Linked DNA regions of Drosophila melanogaster: region 1 is linked to region 2. A link is a contact called in public HiChIP or PLAC-seq data. All regions are on one chromosome and are shown on one strand. Each heading gives the region's core, a stretch centred on a gene start, on an enhancer-like site or on the middle of the called end of the contact. The rest is flanking DNA. Distances are from core to core; before and after follow the strand shown. Region 1 holds the start of cmet (CENP-meta). Region 2 holds the start of l(2)gd1 (lethal (2) giant discs 1).

Evidence for each region. HiChIP or PLAC-seq counts read pairs in DNA pulled down with a chosen protein or histone mark.
Region 1: a contact with region 2 is called in an H3K27ac HiChIP or PLAC-seq map of the Kc167 cell line, with 4 times the contacts expected there. The contact joins the promoter of cmet here to the promoter of l(2)gd1 in region 2. A contact is called at or near these places in 18 of 107 Hi-C or Micro-C datasets (the Clone 8 cell line, the D17-c3 cell line, the Kc167 cell line and 9 more) and 2 of 6 datasets of contacts at active chromatin or transcription factors (both in the Kc167 cell line).

The regions. Positions count from the first base shown.
Region 1 is chr2L:11,267,441-11,270,702 of dm6, reverse strand. It overlaps cmet (CENP-meta), which reads left to right and starts at 1,701. Exons shown (of 12, transcript NM_080254.3): 1 at 1,701-1,995; 2 at 2,071-2,193; 3 at 2,251-2,597; 4 at 2,651-3,262. The coding sequence starts at 1,857. It overlaps cana (CENP-ana), which reads right to left and starts at 923. Exons shown (of 11, transcript NM_001032076.2): 1 at 661-923; 2 at 463-585; 3 at 59-405; 4 at 1-5. The coding sequence starts at 799.
Region 2 is chr2L:11,105,191-11,108,641 of dm6, reverse strand. It overlaps l(2)gd1 (lethal (2) giant discs 1), which reads right to left and starts at 1,699. Exons shown (of 6, transcript NM_135644.4): 1 at 1,521-1,699; 2 at 1-1,433. The coding sequence starts at 1,577. Reps (RALBP1 associated Eps domain containing) reads left to right here and starts at 1,997. Exons shown (of 7, transcript NM_135643.4): 1 at 1,997-2,575; 2 at 2,631-3,035; 3 at 3,118-3,437. The coding sequence starts at 2,429.

The DNA of each region.
Region 1 (3,262 bases), core at 452-2,951, 160 kb before region 2:
ATGATCTGTAGAAATAATCTTGCATATTATATGATTAATACAAGAATCTAGCACTCACTATCCTGAAGATGGCGTGCGAACGACTGGACCGCTCGTTCATGTTGGTCTCGCCCACGACGCGCTCCTTGTTGCCCATGTAGAGCTGGCGCAGGAGGTCGTCCTCGCTGGTTACGATGGACTCCTTGCAGTTCACATTCACAATCCCATTGCCGGACTCATGGATCTTGAGGTCCTGATTCTTCTTGTTCAGCAGATCGTAGATCTTCTCGTTGTAGATCTCGATGTAGCCCACGCGCAGCAGAAAGTCCCGCTCCGTCTCACTGGAGATCTGTTGAAAGATCTCCTTGGCGGCTAGCACCATGACGCCCGGATTCTGTTCGTCGCCCATCATGGTGTACGTCTTGCCTGAAATGCATGCCCGGTTTTAGGTATACCGCCGCGTATATATAGCACAGTACCCACCCGACGACGTCTGGCCGTAGGCAAAAATAGTTCCGTTGGAGCCCTGCATGCAGGCGTGCACTATGTGCTTGGCCATCCGGTCGAACACCTCCTGGTTGCTGGCGCCCTCGTCGAACACATAGTCTGCCAAACGGAATGGAATGTAAATGAGATAAAGGTCTTGTAGATCAGGATACGCTCAACGCTCTAACCACTCACCGAAGACATAGGGCTCCGCATGGCTGTCCGCCAACTGGATGGAGCGGCCCTCCTTCACCTGCCAGAGTGAAGTGAGCCCGGGCTCGCAGGGACGCACCTTGATGCAGACCTGGATGGAGCTGGCGTTCTTCGTAGACATCTTTGCGACTTGTGGGAAACGTGTTTGACATGCACAATGAACAGACACAAACAGATTTTAACGTTTTATAAAAGCTAGTTTGATCGACATGTTAGTTTCTCTTTGTAAATTCGAACAAATACCGCTTCGGAAGCGAACCAGATCGAAATACGGAACCAGTAAATAGGCGCGAGCCAGTTCAATTTAAAAGTTTGAGGAGCTTTCGGCGAATATGAAAATATAATCCAATAGGCTTCGAACATAAAACTTTTTCCGAGCTTTTTCGTGATATATAATATAGATTATTATTATCTATATTTCCAAAATAGTAAAGACCGCTAAATTAAATGCTTACTTACAGACAGACAAAAGCTGAGGGGATTGTTTAATGCATACAGAAGAATACTGTCTGATATAAACATGAGATTTCATTGGAATAATAATCCCAGTTGTTCACTATTAAAAAAAATAGGAAAATTGAAAATTTGGAAAATATTATAGTGGTTATATTAGGGAGCTTAGTTATAATTTATTTCAAATATTTGTTTTGGAATCAAATACTTTCCACATTATATGTGTGCTATGAATAGAAGTTATGAATTAGTAGAAAAAATACGAACTTATATGAAATTTAAACCGTAGTTTTCGCATGTATTTAAGAGCTTGTTCTATTTTCTGTTTGACCTTAAAGTATTGAGTCATAGAACTTTGTTAGTTAGCATGCCCTACCAATAAGAACACAACGTCTTAGAATATATATATGCCGTAGCGACCCTTGATCAGGAATGTTAATGCAGCCCTGTGGGATAAGAACATAATGTGTTTCTGTTTTTATTTTTGCAGCCCTATTTGGAACTATGATAACAATCGATGAACCGATTTATCTATCGAGTCGTTAGCGCCACTCGAAGATATCGAAGCATATACATCCCTGATTTTGCAAAGCGGCATTTGTTCGAATTTAACGAGCAACAAAGATGTCGATCAATGTTTGTTTACTGTAAAACATTGAATTTTATGTTTGTTTATGAACTGCGTTCTGTTTATCATAAAGCATTGAGACCAAGAAGGCGCCAAGATGTCTGCGAAGAACGCCAGCTCCATCCAGGTCTGCATCAAGGTGCGTCCCTGCGAGCCCGGGCTCACTTCACTCTGGCAGGTGAAGGAGCGCCGCTCCATCCACTTGGCGGACAGCCATGCGGAGCCCTATGTCTTCGGTGAGTGGTTAGAGCGTTGAGCGTATCCTGATCCACAAGACCTTTATCTCATTTACATTCCATTCCGTTTGGCAGACTATGTGTTCGACGAGGGCGCCAGCAACCAGGAGGTGTTCGACCGGATGGCCAAGCACATAGTGCACGCCTGCATGCAGGGCTTCAACGGAACTATTTTTGCCTACGGCCAGACGTCGTCGGGTGGGTACTGTGCTATATATACGCGGCGGTATACCTAAAACCGGGCATGCATTTCAGGCAAGACGTACACCATGATGGGCGACGAACAGAATCCGGGCGTCATGGTGCTAGCCGCCAAGGAGATCTTTCAACAGATCTCCAGTGAGACGGAGCGGGACTTTCTGCTGCGCGTGGGCTACATCGAGATCTACAACGAGAAGATCTACGATCTGCTGAACAAGAAGAATCAGGACCTCAAGATCCATGAGTCCGGAAATGGGATTGTGAATGTGAACTGCGAGGAGTGCATCATAACCAGCGAGGTTGACCTCCTGCGCCTGCTATGCTTGGGCAATAAGGAGCGCACCGTGGGCGAGACGAACATGAACGAGCGGTCCAGCCGTTCGCATGCCATATTTAAGATAGTAAGTGCAGCCTGCTATTTTCTTTCCGATAATCTGCAACATGTATCCCACAGATCATCGAGTCCCGAAAGTCGGACCACAGCGATGACGACGCAGTGATTCAAAGCGTGTTGAACCTGGTGGATCTGGCTGGGTCAGAGCGGGCGGACCAAACGGGTGCTCGAGGAGCGCGCCTCAAAGAGGGCGGTCATATAAACAAGAGCTTACTTTTTCTCAGTAACGTTATCAAAAGTCTGTCGGAAAACGCGGACAATAGATTTACCAACTACCGCGATTCCAAGCTGACGCGCATTCTGCAGGCTTCTTTGGGCGGCAATGCATTCACATCCATCATTTGCACAATCAAACCATCGATCATGGAAGAGTCGCAGTCTACCCTTAGTTTCGCCACGCGAGCCAAGAAAATTCGCATTAAGCCCCAAGTCAACGAGATGGTATCTGACGCCACAATGATGAAGCGGCTGGAGCGAGAAATAAAGGTGCTTAAGGATAAGCTGGCCGAAGAAGAGCGCAAAAACGAGAACCAGCAAAAGGTAGAGCATCTGGAGAGACAAATAAAACACGACATGCACAAGATAATCTGTGGTCACTCCCTGAGCGACAAGGGTCAGCAGAAGCGTCGCCGTACTTGGTGTCCCACTGCATCGGGATCGCATTTGGAGCTA
Region 2 (3,451 bases), core at 450-2,949:
TGCTCGGCAATATTATTCTTCTGCTGATTGCCAGACGTGCGTGTTGTTAACTCTTTGGGCTTAGGAGGTGAAGGTGCTTTTCGAGGAGCTGTAGGTGTCGTCGCACTGGAACTGGAGGGTGTTCCTCCTGCGGAAGTACTTGCTGTTGGCGGTGGAGATGTAGGCGAAGTGGGCAGCGACGGTGTCGGCGCGACAGGAGCAGCATCAGCCGTAGGCAGCGGTCCAAAACCTGGTGGCACAGGCAGCTCATCGTAAGGCACTGGTTTGCCTGCCTTGTACAACTTTATGGCATCTTCGTATTGCTTCACAATCCTTCCAAAGCGTCTTGCTTTTCCGCTATTGTTTTCTGCCTTGGCTGCCGCTTCTACAGATTGATATTTCTCTAAACGTTGCTGCAGAGCCTCCAACATATTTGTTGCAGCTGCTAGAACAGGAGCAGGAGCAACAGGTGTGGGTTCTGGGGCAGCAGTAGGTTCTGCGACAGCTTCTGCGGCTGCTTCTTCTTGCATTTTTTTAAGGAATTCAAGAAACTCAGCTGGTGGAGGGGGCATGTCACTCAAATCAACTTCCTGTCCGTCTTCACACATTTTTATAACTACGTCAAATTGCTTGACCACTTTGAGAAACTGAAGGGCAGTAGATATGTCACCACTGCGCTTAGATTGCAGTGCAGCAGCTTTGTAGTCCGTCTGGCGGCTGCGCATTTGCGTCACAAGAGGATTAGGGGGAGATGTGGGAGCCACAGATGTAGTGGGCTCCACGGGGGTGCCGGGGGTTGGTGGATCTGGAGCTGCACGACTAGGCACAGGCGGAGGGGAAGCAGGTGTGGAAGGAGCTGGTGACTCCTCTGCAGGCACTGGAGGAGCCTGCCCGCCAATTGGCTTTACACTGACTTCAGGTGGAATGTCATCCACGTTAATGGACTTGCCAGCCGCTGCCTGCCTGTGCAGATCTTTCAGAGTCTTAAGGCCTCTTCCAAATCGCCTTGCTTTGCCAGAATCGCCGGCAGTCTTGGCATTGGCCTCGGCCTGCTTGTACATTTCCAGGCGCTGTTTGATAATGCTTAATGTGTCCACAGTCGTCGTGGGCAGAAAGGTCTGGACGGGTTCCTCAGAGGCAGCTGGCGGTTGTGCGACAGGCTCCTCTTCCTCTGCCTCCTCTAGACCACCGATTCCGCTCAGCTCGCCAAGAAGATCCGGATCGCTTTCCAAATTGTCATCATCATCATCGTCGCTGACATCACGCAAGCTGTCGGCTATCATTTTGTCCAAATCACTGGCGGGTAACAGCTTTGCTTTGGGCTTGGGCTTTGGCTTGGCTCCTTCTCCGCCGGTTATGGCCGCAAGCTCTGCCTCCAAATCACTGTCACCCCCATCGTCCTCACCATATCCAGCGCTGGGATCAAAATCATCTGGGATTTCCGTAAGACCGAACTAAACACAAAAAACAAAAAAGACAGTCCAAACGATGAGTCATAATTAATAAATAGACGGATCTAGACTGTTTGTTTTTCCTCTCACCTGCGATAAATCGTGTTGCCTTCTTTTCGCTGGCTCTGGCTTCTTTCTGGAGAACATCCTTGATTGCACAGAGGCTGTTTATTAACTAAAATAAGTCTATAAAGACTTTCAAATCCTTTAAATTTTTGCGTCGCAACAGTTCAGCCGCAGACAACAATAACAGAGTGGGGATCACTGTGGTGCAACGAAAGGTGACGCAGGAAAGTCTTTGCGAATTGGTGACGTCAGTGGCACAGGGCTACAGGAAATTTGTTGACGGTTAAAAAAATATCGTTAAAAATAATGAAGAAATGATTTTTTCTTCATTCAGCAACATTAAATTTTATTATAGTTTAATCCATAATGAAATATAAATGAACATGGTAAGCCACCTTACAAAACATCAATCCTGCGGAACTAAACTTTTGCCGGTAACTAGGGCTGCGAAACGCTAACAGGTACAGGGCTGCCGCGCCAGCTGTCTAATCGAATCGATACCGCAACCTATCGATATCGAGAGCCAGCGCACACACAGTGCAAAAGAGTTTGCGAAAAAAAACCTGGACAAAAAGCCAAATTGATTGTGCGCCGAGCAGCTTGAGGCACTAGGTGTACCCTCGTCGACCAGTGCCGTGAATCCTCTAACCATCGTGGTTGTGGTGGCACCAAGAAGTTAGCGAAACCATCGTCCCCGCAGTTCTCCCAGCTTCCACCTCCTCCAACTCCGTCTTGGGGGCCAAAGGCAGAAAATCATCAGACTTCTGGTTGTGAGCAGCGCGGGGCAGCGGGGTCGGCACTGGCCTGCTGGGTTAAACGTGGAAGTAAACAAACGAATTGGATTCCGGGTCCAGGACGGACGAACGGGGCGTGGCTCGTTAACCAGCGGCTTGGTAAACGAAACCAGAGACGGCAACAAGTAGGCGACAGGCATGGACGTGTCCCTCACTGAGCCGGAGACGCGCTTCTACAGTGAGTTGTTCCAATGCTGCGACGTGGAGAAGACAGGCAAGGTGCCCATGCTTAAGGCCACCGAGCTCTTTCGCTCGGCGGACATCGCCAATGAGACCGTGATTGAGGTAGGTCCAATTTGTGTGATCGTGAGTGATTAATTATCTGGGTCTGGGCTTATAGATCACCGGTCTGGCGGGGATACCCTCCACGGCGCTACACATCTCGCGGACACAGTTCTACTCATGCCTGAAGCTAATCGCTGCTCATCAGGCGGCCATGCCCCTGCGCCAGGAGCTGATCTTGGCCACGTTTCCGCTTCCATTACCGCACTTTAGCTGGAAGGAGGCGGTTACAGCTCCGGTGGCTGTCGAAAATGGATTGACTGCCTTGCCACCGCCACCACCCACAGATCGCAGAAATTCACTGCGTCGTAACTCGCAGCAAGAGCAGCTGCAAGACACCTCTGATGTGCCCAGCACCGACTCCGAGGTTGAGCAAAACGAATCAGTGGACGATGCGACAGGCCATGGACGAGGTACGGATGGCTGTGGGGTCGTCAGCAGCAGCAGCCGCGAAAATGTCGGGGTTTGTACTTCTATCTTATCTTGTGACATTTGTAAATAAGCTTACCATTGACCGATCCCCGTCCATGCCTTATCTCTTTTAGCGACGACGAGGAGGCGGTACTGGTGGTGGATCGCCAGAAGCCTGGAGCACTAACAGTGACAGCCCCACGCCCACCAACAGCGTGGCTGAGCGGCCTTGGGCGCAGGACACCCTCTGGCAGGGTTTGCTGGGCGACGAGCATCGCCAGCTGCTAGGCACGGAGGAAGAGTCTTCCGATCGCCACAGCAGCGACGACGATGACAACGAGAGCGAATTGGTGACCATTTACCAGATAACCCCGGAACAGCGCGAGTACTATAATAAGCAGTTCAGGACGGTGCAAAGGGATCCGCATGGTCTGCTTTCGGGCCAAGCAGCAAGGTAAGTTGGCTTTA